2 separate regions of the Anas platyrhynchos genome follow, and region 1 is linked to region 2. The links are chromatin contacts, called in public Hi-C maps. All regions are on one chromosome and are shown on one strand. The core of a region is the stretch at or near the end of the contact, and the rest is flanking DNA. Distances in the headings are between cores, read along the strand shown. Region 1 holds the start of TTC7B (tetratricopeptide repeat domain 7B). Region 2 holds the start of CCDC88C (coiled-coil domain containing 88C).

Region 1 (6,932 bases), core at 4,370-6,869, 260 kb before region 2:
GCAGCAAGGTGTTAGACCAGCTGGGCTGCTTGTGAAATCCGACTGACTACGCCAGCATTTTCTCTCTGCATGACAAGCCGGTCGGAACACAAGCAGCACACCGACATCGTCAGCGCGCTGTTGTAACACCCCTGGCTGTCTGAAGAAACAAAGTGACAGTCAGAAATAAAGCAAGGCATTTAAATACTGCCACCATCTTTGCTCTTCATTCAGAGAAAAGCGTGTCCTTAGTACATTTGTTCTGTAAAAACAACAGCATATGCAAGAAGAAAGGCAAGAAAGAACGCAAAGGAGGAGACAGCACGGTGTTTTGTGGGAATGCAGAAGGCATGTCACACCTCCGTCTGCAAACTTTGCTGGTAGAGATCCAGGCCTCTTCATCAAGCTTTGCCTATAAAATCTGCTTTGCAAACTGCATATATATAAAACAACAACCAAATTTGATAAACACCTAAGTAGGGCATGAGTCCTAAGAGGTTTAGAAATCCCTGGTTTACTGCGAGGATAAGCTTTAAACATACATCTGAGGTCTTGTATTTCACAAGAGAGCAAAACACATGAAAACCGGTAAGACGTTTCTATTTTTACTTCCCACTTATATCCAGACAAAGAAGCACCAGAGAAAGTGACCAAAAAAAAAAAAAGCAAAATACTTTCTGATCCTTTGGTTTTAGTAATCCCGCTCCTAACTTCTCTCTGCTCCCTTATTCTGCAAGGCTGCAAGATACAAAGGTATAATCAGAAACTACAGAAACAAGCTGTTAGAGGGGAAGGCAGCCAGAGAAAAGATAACAAAAAAAAAAACAAAACCAAAGGAAATGTGGTAGTAATGGCAGTAAGAAATTCAATGAGTAAGAAAGCAAGCAAGACTAGCGTTAGCAGGCTGGTGTACTCCCACCAGCAAACCTGCTCCCTGCAGGTAATGTTGTGTTTCATGCAATGTCACAACGCTCTCGGCAGTGCACACATCAGCGAACTTGTGGGGCGTGCATCCTCTCCCCCCAGTAATGCAGTATTTCACACCAGCTACGGTTTCTGCAGAACTACATCATTCTACCTGACGAGCTATAAAAATCTGCCTCCTCAGTGCCTTTCCAGACAGAGCCATAGATCTCACTGAACTTGAGCAAGGTCACGTTCGGAGCGTAGCAGCAATGAATGGCCGGAAATACCCACAGAAATTCACAGATCCTTTATTTTATCCATTCACCTCGCTGCTGAACTGATCTGTAGTTTCCTCACTGTGTCTCCAAAGGAAGGAAAGAAAATATTTGCATGCTGATGTTCAGAGGACACCCTGAGCAGTTACAGCCTTCGGGCAGAAGTCCATTGCAGTCACCTCCTTCAAGATGCTGCTGTTTCATCATAAATTCATGGCTGACTTAAAAGCAGCTTTGAAATGCAGTTGCTAACTTCTAAAACTACTGCTTGAACACCACAAAATTCCAGGCACCCTTGATAACCCCAGTTCCCAAAACCACGATGGTTGTAACATTTTCACTGAAAATACTACAGAGGTTTTAACCCCACCACCAAAAAAAATAAATAAATAAAAATGACCATAAATACAATAAAATACACAAGTCACCTGTAAGACCAACATGTTATGGTGAACTTACAGAAAAACAATCATCACAGGTATTTCATAAGTCTTATTGTTCAATATTTGAGAATAGCAACATTACATATCTATTAAAAATATAAAAAGTTTCGTTGTTGTTGTTGTTTTTTAATCTCTTAAAGCACTCTGCATTTCCTGCATACAACTGAGTTTTTGAAGCAGACCAAATTTACCAAGACAAAGCTGTACATGTTTCTCCTATATATTAAGGCCTTTATTAAAATCAGGTCCATTCAGGCTGCCCTAAAATAGAAAATAATCCTTTAACTGATGCTTCCCAATTTGGGGCACATTTTAAAATACATTCTGATTAATTGTAGGTATCTAACATTTACTATTTTACCTTCTCCAGTAACCTGTGAACAAGTAAGTTTGGACTTGGCCCTTTTGCTAACTTTCAAGACAGTTCTCCACCACCAAGCTGCTTATTTGCAACATTGGTTCAGTTCATTGAATTTTACCTAAAGTTTGTTTGGATCACTTTCTTAGAAGGACTTTTTCTCAGTTACTCAAACTACTGGGGAACACACAGAGTTTCACTAAAGAAAACTGCTTTCAGATTTTATTTTTAGTAACTTGGGGTTTGTCTCAGTTCTGTTTAATAAGTTACAATCAGGATGTGGACTCTGGGGACAGGCACCTGTCTTACAACCAAGCAGAGTACAGAGTAGCCAAATACCACATCTCCATGAACCTCAGAGTAGCACGATGATTTCCATGCTACAATTTCTGTAAATCCTGCTGTGCCGGGTATATGAGGCAAGGTGCTGGCAGCAGAGGGACCGCAGGGGTGGCTACTGTGGGAAGAGGCCAGACACAGCCAGTTCCCACAGAGTCACAGCAGGACAAGGCTGAGCCCATCAGCCAAGCCAGCAGCACCTCTGGGAAAACGTACTTAGGAAGGGCAAAATAAGAACAGAGAGACTATAGAACAGGAAGAGTGAGAACCTGCAGAGGGAACACCAGGAGGGGTGCTCTAGGTGCTAGAGCAGATCTCCTTGCTGCCCAGGGAGGTCCCACACCAGAGCAGGTGGACATGCCCTGAAGGACCTGCAGGCCATGCAGAGCTCAGGCCAGAGCACATTTTTTGCCTGAAAGACTTCAGCCTGTAGGGAGCCTGTGCCAAAGTAAAAGAAAAGTGTGAGAAGGAAAAGCAGGGAGAAACTGACTGCGACCCCTCTGCACCCACACCACGCAAGGAGGGGCTCAGGTGAAGGAGTGAAGTTGAACCTGTGAAAGGGGGGACCAAGTGTTGTTTGGATGTTGTTTAGCTTTTCACTATCTAACTCTATTTTAACCGGCAATCATTTAACTTTCCCCAAATCAGGTCTGTTTTGCCTGTAACAGAAGCCAGTAAGCGATTTCCCCATCTCTATCCATTGACCCTATTTCCTGCCCCACTAGGGAAGGGGAGAGATGGATAGGCAGGGTGGGCATCTGCTGCTGGCCAGGGCTAACTCACCACACCCGCACATGACAGCTCTGACCGACCTTTTACGGGAGTGCTGATGAAGCAAGAGCTCAAACAGAGATTTGTGTAACATGGCGTGAACCTTATTACTGCTGCTGAGTCCCGGTTCTGAAGGAGAGAAACATAATACAAACTGGATAAACGCCTAACAATTCTGAGCTGAAAGACCTTTCTTTCATCTATTTATCCTTTTGTAAAGACAATGCAAGTCACAGAGCAGACACTTTCCATGATCCAAATTGTGACTGTTACTTATAGAGTACCAAAGGCAGTGACCGATCCATTAATATTTCTCCTCCCTGTTTATCTGAAAGCTCAGTAAGTTTACAAGCCTTTCAAACACAATCCAGATACAGAAATTAGTTCCAGTAAGTGCCATTTTTGTATATCCAAAATCCTACGTAAACTGTCATTTATATTTGAACCACTGTCAGGTTTTAAGCAAACCCCTAATTCTAGGAGGGAGTAAACAGGAGCCATCAGCAGAACAAAACAGAACAAACAATACGATAATCAAGCCTACTCAAAATGTTCCAGCGTTCAAGAGTCAGAGCCAATCCCACACAACAATATATGGACAGAATGAATATCCTCTCCCCTCTTTTTTCTTTCCTTACACTTTTAAATCATTCCTCCACTGCTCCTAAATTGTTCTATGTTTAGCCAAAAAGCAAATCTTCTGTTATCATTCCCTAGCCAATTTGTAAAAGCAAACATTGCTGCAGAAGGAGGCAGTGAGGTTCCAAATACCTTTTCTTAAATTAGCTGCTTCAGATCAACTAACAGGGCTATGCAGCAAAACATCTTTCAGTCTGTGTGCCTTCACGGGTAGAACAGAGGCCCTGCCTCTTTGTCGTCTGGCTAGCTGATAACCTTAGCCTTCAACCTATTGGTCACACCGGCACCTAGACCACAAACTTGTGGTTTTAGATACTCTCAACAGCCCGGGCTTGTATTTCATTAGATACAGGTCTCTCTCTGCCTTCCTCTGCTACAAACGGAGATTCACTACCACTTCACTTACTGTTGATGTCCTTCTCATTTAGCTAGAGCTTGGAAGCCTGGGATATTGATGCAATCCTTTCTATGCTACCATAAAGAGATGAAATCCACATTCAACACTTATCCATGTTTTAAAGATCAGAAAATGCTCTAATAATAATGTGTACTCTGACTGGTACAGAATCTAGAAGGCACAACAATGGTAAAGTCACTGATGTGTAAAGTTACACAGACCTCATCAACTTCTCTGATGTGCTTCAGCTAGGTAAAGAGTTCCGTGGTCAGAGAAACTGAAGTCAAGATATCAATAATATCTGAAATACCTCAACAGATGCTAATTCAGAGATCATCATTCTTCTCAGTCAGACAGCCAAAAGCCATTCATCTCTGCCTGAACCGACCTCTAGTCCATAGTCTACACCTCAATAAAGCACGTCCTTAAAACAAACTAACACCTTTCACCTTTTCACTTCTGTCTATTTTTAACTGCTATAATACCAGTGTGTTTCAGGATCATTACCCAGCTGTTTTAAAGGCCAACACACCTAAGTCTATCTACTCCTGATCCATCTATCCTTAAATTCCCTGTCTCCTCCCTGCTTTGATTCTGGCTTTTGCTCTTCTGGTTGTGTTTCTGCAGGCCTGAGCCACGCACTTGTCTTCTCCACCTAAACACGCCAAGCCTTCGCAGCATGCTCCCGGTGCCACCGGCCTCACGCCTCAGCCTCCCTATTAACTTCTCACCCCTGAGGTCACCCCAAGCCCCGTCTCCCCAGATCTATTTCTCCCCAAAAACACCCCCGGGTGCAGCTCACGCCGAGGAGGGAGCTCAGACCCCGTCCCCTCGGCGTTCCCCAGGGGCAGAGCCAAGCCAGGGAGCCCTGCGCTGGGCGCCCCCAGCCCAGCCTCCGCTCCCACCTCCCTCAGCTACGCGCTGAAAAGTTCGTGAGGCGAGAAACAAAGGTCGGGGCGCCCCGCTCCGCTCCTCGCTACCGACGGGGAACGAGGCGAGGCAGCGCTGCCTCATCCCGCAGAGCAGGGAGCCTCGGCACAGAGGGCTCAGCACGGACCCTCCGGCACAGAGCAACGCAGGACCCGGAGCAGGAGGGCTGCAGGAGGGCTGCAGGAGGGCTGCAGGAGGGCTCCGCACGGCTCCGGGCGCCCCCCGCGCCCCCCGGTCCCCCCCCGCTGCCGGGGCCGGGCCCCCCCCGGCACAGCCCCGGCGGCACCTGCCCGGGAGCCCCGGCGGCCGCCCCTCGGCCTCGGCCCGCCCGGCCCCGCCGCGCACCGTTAGCGATGAGCTTGGCCGAGAGCTGCTTGACGAGCTCGGGGATCCGCTCCCACTGGCACTCGGAGCGGCACCGCTCGATCTCCGTCTCCAGCCGCGAGCCCGCCTTCTTGGTGGCCATGGCCGGCCCGATGGGCCCCGCCGGGGGAAGGGGCCGGGGCTGCGGGAGCGGGCGGGAAGGAGGGGACGGAGGAGGACGAGGAGGAGGAGGAGGAGGGGGCGGGGACAGGACGGCGGCACCGGGCGCCTGTGCGCCGGGAGCGGCGGAACTGGCGGCGGCGGCTCGCGGCCGGGAGCGGCGCCCCCTGGCGGGCAGCGGCGGGAGCGCGGCCACCACAGGCCCCGCCGCCGCCACCGGGCTGAGGCGGCCGCCGGGTCGGGCAGAGCCGGGCCGTGCAGCCCTGACAGCCCCCGGGACCGAGCTGAGGCCCCGCGGCTCGTGGGGGAAGAGGCAGGAACCGCGCCTGTGCCCCTCGGCCACCTGCCAGCGCGAGCTGTTCCCCAAAACATGACACAAAAACAGCTCTTGCCTTCAGTGGTCTCCTCTTCTGCCGCCGTGAAAGCTCTCACCTGTTCTACCTCACGGTTTTTTAATCCAGTTGCTTTTTCTGTCCACACGTCACACCACACCTTGGCCCTGACACGCTGCTTCACATCCCAGCACACAGAAACGGGGACTGCAGCTTGGCCTGGGCAGCTGGGTCCTGACCTGTTCCTTTCATTAAGGGCAGAGGGCACGGCCATGCCTGTATTACGCCCTTCCCTACATTTTGAGAGAACAAATATATTTCCAACCTTTGCATGGAACAAAATTGTAGCTGAAAGCAATTTGAATAAATATAATGTATCTTTGTCAAGTGCAACATGACATACCAGTTCCACAAACTTACTGAGACCTCAGAAGAAAACTGTCACAACTGATTTGCAGTGAAACATGTAGCAAAAGCGCCAAATGCTACTTTTCCCACTGTAAGTATGGAGCCCCTCCCACAGAACTGGTTACAGAGATGCAGTGTAACCCAATACACTAGACACAATGTGAATTTAAATGATCTAAACATCTTCCTCCACATCCAAGTGCAGACTTGTATAACTTATTCTCGTTATCCACAGAAAAGAGAAGTCAATGAGGCCAATCTGCATATGCTTGACTTTGAAGGATTATGGTCTATCTGCTGGTGTGAAGATACAAAACACGGGCTGGATGCTGGCGTTGCTGTAGCACACATTGCACCACTCTGGATCTAGTGTATTTTAGTCTTCAGAAATGTCAGGATCACAAACTCAAAATTCAAATTGGAGCACCAGCATTACTAGCATGAGAACAAATTAACCACTGTGTCATAACTGTTAGTACATATTCCTCAAACCCTATGAACTATGATCTTCAAACTCAGGGAATAATACTATCACCAGTCACCTTTGCATGCAGTTATATAAATGTTTCAGCTACATGCAAACATGACACACCTGTGGGCATTGGTAGAGCTGTTATCCACATCACAGAATTTCTGTAATGTTTCCTAAGTGGTGCGTGTACCACAAATACT
Region 2 (6,519 bases), core at 79-2,578:
TCTCGTACTTTTTTTTGTTACTTTTCAAAAAAAAAAAAAAAAAAAAAAACACATTTAAAGACCCTAATACCTAATATGTGCTCTTCATTTATGTGCTTGAAGTTGGCCTAACATCACAAGTCACTGGGTGAGCCTTACTCGGTTTCATTCTGTGAGGAGGGCAGTACCAGAACTGGGTGAAGCTGGAAGCTTCCTCCCCTGCGAGTCAAATACCTTTCCCTGCCAGCTCTTCATCAGATGCGTTTCAGAGTATTAAAAGCAATTACAGAGATGAAACAGAAACAGCCAGGATCTGTGCGCAGCAAAGCAGTGGCAGGAAAGGATGTGGTTAAAAATGCATGCTTTAGCGACAATTTACTTCAGTGTTAAGAGAAAAGAGTTATTTTCAGTTCGGGCTTTTAACCTACTTGTAAGTTTACTTGAGACATATCTCTGCAGCGCTGCCTGAGAGATACAGCAGCTAGCAAAGTGAAGTTTTCCCTTTGCCAACCTGTTTTTAACGCCAAATCTCACAAGACCACATAGACACGCTTCAGCTGCAACCTCCCCAGTAAAGCTTCACCCGATGAGGCGCTTTCGTTTCCTTATTTACCCTGCAGCACAGCCTCCCCCGAGGGGCACGCTCAGCACCGGGCAGCCGCCTAAAACCCTGCAAGACCAGGGCGAGCTGAAGCAGCAAAAGCAAACCCGGTGGGGACGGAGGGTTGAGTTTCGCCCCTTTCTTTCTGTCCCCCTCCGAAGGCAGGCAGCCCCCCCCGTGCCCCCGGCGCCCCGCTCACATCTGCAGCATGATCCTGTTGAGCAGCACGCCGTCCGCCAGCTCCATGTACATGCCCAGCTTGTCCTCGCTGCCGCTCGCCAGGGCGCCGAAGGTCTTCACCTGCCGGGGAGGGAAGGATGAAGGAGGGCAAGGCAGCGCCGCGGCCGAGGCAGGTGCCTCGGGAGCCGCCCGCCGGCCGCCTGCCCCCCGGACTCACCCAGGTGACCAGCGGGCTCTGCAGGAAGAGCTCCAGGAGCTCGGACACGGTCACGTCCATGTCGCCGGGAGGGCGCGGCAGCGGGGCCGGCTCACTCGGCAGACAAAGGCGCCGAGCCCATGGCCCCGCCGCCGGGCAGCGCCCGCCTACAGCGGCGGCGAGCCGCGCCTCATCGCCCCCCGGCCCGGCGGAGCGCGGCGAAGGGGAGCGGGGACGGGAAATGGCGGCGGGGCTGGGGGGGAGGCAGCGGCCGCCCGCGGGGGGTGGGCGCGGAGGCTCCTGCGGGGCCGCTCCCGGAGCCCGCGCGGCGCGGCCCCGTCCCGGCCCCGCTGCTACCTGCGGCGGGGCGCGGCCTCGCCCCGGCCACTACAGCCCCGCCGCCGTGACGGGCGGCGCCCGCCGCCAATGGGAGCCGCCGAGCGGCCGGCGCGGGCCAATGGGAGGAGGAAGGGGGCGGGAGGAGGCGAGGCGGAGGGTGCCCCCGCCCGGCCCTGAGGTGGCCGCTTGGGGGGTGCGGGGGCGGCTGGGTGCCCGCTCAGCGCCAGCGGGCAAAAAGGGGAAATCTCGGAGAAAATGGGGCTGTGCGCGAGCTCACGGCCGCTGCCTGTAAAACGAAGCGAGGGGCAAGCAGCACTCGGTCCTCGCCGCTGTCCCCACACAGCATCAGGTGGTTTGTTAGGGACAGCGCTGCCAAGGGGACAGCGCTGCTCGGCGGGGCCGCGCCTGGCAGCCCGTGGCTACAGCCCGTGGGCCGTGGCTAGTGGCTACAGCCCGTGGCTAGCAGCCTCTGGGCCCGCTGCTGCTCAGCACCCCCAGCAATCGCTCAGCAGGCAAATTGTTTCCCAGTGGGGTGGGGGGAGAGAGAGACAATAACTTACTTTATTTTAGTTAAAAATAATAATTCCAGGTAATCTGAGGTTCTTCCGTAATTCTAATGGAGTTTTTTCTGTTTCTTAGTTGTATCTGGATGACTACACCCTTTTATTTATCCCCAGAACAAGCGTGTTCTATTTGTCACACACAAGTCTTTCTCTATGCATCAATCACTCCAAAATGCACTTTGGCTATGCCTTGTTTAATCACAGTAAGCTCACAAAATGCATTTTGGATCTTACCAAGTCAGGCAAATCATTTCTGCAGTTCTTTTTCTTGCTGACCACTGGATCTCCCACCCCTATTTTCGAGAAGGGATGTGGGCACACGTGTGCGCAGCTCCGTTCTGTCAGGAGGGACAGATGTTGTTTTGCCTGTAGGAACTGAGCGGTTTGTAAGCAATCCATTACAGTGACAGACAATGTTGTTCATTGCAGCAGCCTGCTTGTCCCACGTAAGATCAGTTTTAATGATTTGCTTCACAAGGATCTTTATTTTAGGCAGCTGTGTAGGTAGAGTCAGTGTTAATCAGGAAACATGGCAATAAAACACAGATATATTAGTGGGAGGGTGGTGAGACCTCATGTGGGCATCTGAGAAAGGGAAACTTCCCCCAGGCTGGAGAGCAGGGGTTGCCCCGAGTTGGTCACCCCCCATCAGCCATTTTGAGGCGAGGTCAGCCCGAGGGAAGATGGCACCTTCCTGCCTGCACTACCCCTGCTTGCTGCCTGCTTCATTAGCCCAGCCCCACAGGGGGAAGTGTTCATGGAGGAAAACCTCCCTGCCCTTATTAAAGACACCAGGGGTAGCCCAAACCTCCAGGTCTGCATTTGGATGGATCCCATTCATTATACAGGAACAGCTAGCTCATGAACGTGCTATTTAAGCATGCTAATGATCAGGCATGTTTTGATCCTTAACCTTTGTGGACCAACACGATACCAGGGACCTGACCTCTGTGAGCTGCCCCTTACAACCTGGTGCAGCCACTTCTCTCCACGGTCCTTGAGAGGATGTACCAGCGGGTACAAACAGTTAAATCACACTTACCTTGTGTTGTGGGAACCATGTTGTCTCAGCTTTTCCGCCCCCAAAAAGAAGGGGGCTGCAGGGACGCTGTTTGCTGTAGCTGGAAGGACAAACAGCATGCTTTTGAGCGCAACAACTGCTCAGGTATGGCGAGAAGGGGAATGATTAATTATTTCTCAACACTTCAGAGAGACAGACTGCTATAATTTAACTTCTCCAAGCCTTGTGATCTCCTGTCTTGTGAATATATTTCATTAAATAAAATTTAAAGCTGTTGTGGTGCTTACAGCGGAGGATGATTGTGTTAATGAATAGTCAAAAGAAAAAGGACTTAATAATATTTGAAAAATACACAACCTCTTCAGAGAAGCCAGAATACAAACGCAAGAACATTTTCCTCCTTTTCACAGCCTGAATCAGACCCGTTTGTAGGAGCATGCCTCCAGAAACTCCTAAAAATCACAGAACAGTTGCTTTGTCAGATGTAGGGGTCACAAACCGTGAGACAGCTAAAGGGTGTGGGGATTGTCCTGCACCGTGGAGCACAGTTACAACAGCCCCGGTTTCTCACCCGGCGCAGGACTCGGCCGGGAGCCGCACGCTGCCTGCTCGGCCTGGGGGCACGGCCCCGGGACCAGCCCCGGCCCCGCTCCGTGCCGTTCCCCGGCCCGGGCCCGTTCCCTGGGCGCAGCACCGGCCCCCCCCGCCGGCCGCCGCGGGTGCTGCAGGCCGGGGCCGGGCGCTGCGGGGAGCGGGGGCCGCGGCCTGAGGCAGGGCCAGCCCGGCCGTGGGGCCCGAGCCCCGGAGCCTGCCCTGGAGCGCCGGGAGGCCCAGGGCCAGGAGACGCCCTCGCTTGTAACCCCCAGTCCGAATGCTTTTCTTCTCCCCTCAGGAATTGTGTCCCCTCCCTGTCAGCCCCAGCCCGGCTTGCGGTGCTTCCTTCCCTGCTTTCTCCAAACCGTGACCTGGTTTCTGGTGTCAGCTCTCTTTTAGCTACTTGGCTTTCATCAAAGACCCCTTGTGAAAGCTCCCACTGCAGGCCGAGTTCTCATTTCTGGGGCACCTGAAGCTGCTGCCTTCACACAGCAGGCAAAAAAAAAAAAAAAAAAAAAAAAAAAAATGCATTCCAATTAATATATCCAGGAAAGCTCAGACTCAAATACACAAATGCAATTGTATTTCAGAACCATGCCTCTTACAGCAAACAAGTGTGGAAAATACACATTTGTAGCATGTAATGTGACTTGCAACAACTTGTTTTCACACCACTTGCGCACTGACTCAAAACACAAGCATCGGAGGAGCAAGAAGCACCAGCACATTTTAAAGCACCATCAGTGTACTAGCAGCTAGAGGCACCAGAATTTTTAACGCCCGTTATCACGGTGTGTGTTTCTAAAGCGCTCTTCACAGCCACAAAGCACTCGACTCTCAGCAGCGCAGACCACAGAGGGAAATTTCGAAGCTCGAGCATTTCCAAATGTTCCTCGAGGCTGACTGTAAATGGCGTGATTCAGCGTCCGCAGGCAGTCCCCTGGCAACCACTACAGCCACCAACAAAGCTCCGCCATTCACCGCCCTCGGAAGCCCGAGTTGCCGAGGGATGGGAATAACAGAATTTACAGGGTTACAATACGGGAGTTAAACTCATGGTAATCAGGAAAGGGCTTCTTTCTCTTCCTTTGCTCGGGACTGTCGTTAAGCAGCTTTCTTGTAAATATGACTCTACTGTTCATCAACCAACTTCTCAGCTGTGGGGCAGGTTTACTTTAAATAGGCTCTGGAGCTGCAAACAACGGGTGCCAGGGAAAAAGGAAGGTGGCCAGGAGATAGCTTTGGCCCTTGTAGTATCTGATTCTGAAATACGCTTTTCCATTTTGTTCATTTTATTGGGCGACAGCTAGTAAAAAAGCTGTCTTAGAAAAATCTGAATGAAAATTAAAAAGAAACAAAACTGTACTAACAAAACATAAACAAAACCCCAGCAATATTTGCTAACGTGCCTTAGATCAATCTGAATGCAGGGGGGTGGTGGTGATTTACTGAGGCTCTGTGGCTGGGATCTGAAAGAAAACATTCAGAGAGAAACTCCCAGAAAACCTAGCATTAACCTTTGGTACAGGGTGCGATGGTCATTCAGTGCTGAAATTTAGGCCAGCTGCATAGTCTCCTGACAGGATTAGCATAACACAGAATCCAAAATACAAGAGGAGAGGCTTTGGGTATCTCATAGATGTCTGGGTCCCTAGAAAAATACAGAGTTAAATGCATGAGGCAAATAATAAAGATAACTGAGCAAAAGATACAGGGAGGAGATGAAGGAACAGCAGTAGTCTCTCTCTCTGGAAGAACTAGAAAGCAACAGAGCAGTACTCACACCCAAGGCAAATGCAGGAATGACGGCGTAACCTCCTTGACATGACTTCTTCAAGGAGGCAATGAATGCCACAGCAGCAGCCCCAATGCGCTCACGAACCTGAAAAGGGATGGAACAAATTCACTGAAGTTAGAAGCTGAAGTGACATGAGACACAAAGGCTGGTAATAGTGGTCCACAGTGGTGGGCTTGTGTGCTGGAACATGCAAGCTACACATCTGGTGAATCAGCAAGGACGTAATTTGAAGTAATAGCAGAGAGGGAAAGGTGTTTAATAGGTTTTTAAAGTCATAATGGGGCCCGATCTGTTGAGACGGTGATTACTGAAGAGGCAAGGACCAAAATAACTGCTTAAAGGCTTGGAGGCATTATCAAAAACTTGGGTTCTCATCAAAGCACAGAACATAACTGAGGCAGGTAATGGCTGTTTATGTTCCTCAGTTTCTCTCTTTGCAGGAGCTGAAAGAGGAGTTACCCCAGCAGCATTAACTGGGAATCACAAGATAAGCAGAAGAACCTATAGGACCAAACTAGGGACTGTTACTGGCCACTCTAAGGGGAAATGGGGAAGTAAAGAAAGAACTAAAATATGTCAAGTGGAACAGTGTTTCAGGATGTTAAAGGGTAGATTTAATACTGATGACTTGAAAGTATATTTCCACTCACTTTAGAAAATATTTTCAAATCATCACCATCAATTCTTTTCAATCATTGCTAGCCAATGCCCTTATAAATATAAATGTGATTTTGAAGATCCAGAGCCCTAAGGGAATTGTTCATTCCTCAACCTGCTGTTTTGGAGTTTAAATTATTAAAGACTGTCAATATCTACACTGAGGTCATTTTTGTCCAGGTAAAAATAACATGTAAGCACAACCAAATATTTTATAAGCAGCTTTGCAAAGTACTTAGACTGGCTAGAGCTGAAGAAAAGTAAATTCATGTACAAAGAATAAGGAGGAGAAGCTAACAAAGCCTAGGTGCTGAGGTAGCTGACAGTAGGCTGGGAGCACCATCTCAGATACCTACCAAGAGGAGAGCTGTTTCTTGGGACAGGGAACAATATCAGGAATGAGGAAATTTGTGGCTGTGCTACTGGCTCAGACAGCACCCTGAATTCACTTTGTGTGAGAGTCAGACATGCGAAGAATTTTAAGAACTGCAGGAACTAAGGAAATAAAAACCTCCAATTTTGAGGTATTGTGAGAGAAGGCATGAAAATGTGGTTTTCCAACAATAACCGTGAAGAACAGGCTATAGATAG

What was found. Hi-C and Micro-C count contacts between places; a contact is called where the count stands out from the background.
Region 1: a Hi-C map of skeletal muscle shows a contact between it and region 2, with 2.9 times the contacts expected there. The contact joins the promoter of TTC7B here to the promoter of CCDC88C in region 2. A contact is called at or near these places in 2 of 8 Hi-C or Micro-C datasets (skeletal muscle and subcutaneous adipose tissue).

Annotation. Positions count from the first base shown.
Region 1 is chr5:17,366,284-17,373,215 of IASCAAS_PekinDuck_T2T, reverse strand. It overlaps TTC7B (tetratricopeptide repeat domain 7B), which reads right to left and starts at 5,619. Exons shown (of 20, transcript XM_038180036.2): 1 at 5,383-5,619. The coding sequence starts at 5,503.
Region 2 is chr5:17,103,628-17,110,146 of IASCAAS_PekinDuck_T2T, reverse strand. It overlaps CCDC88C (coiled-coil domain containing 88C), which reads right to left and starts at 1,328. Exons shown (of 31, transcript XM_038180263.2): 1 at 978-1,328; 2 at 780-880. The coding sequence starts at 1,037.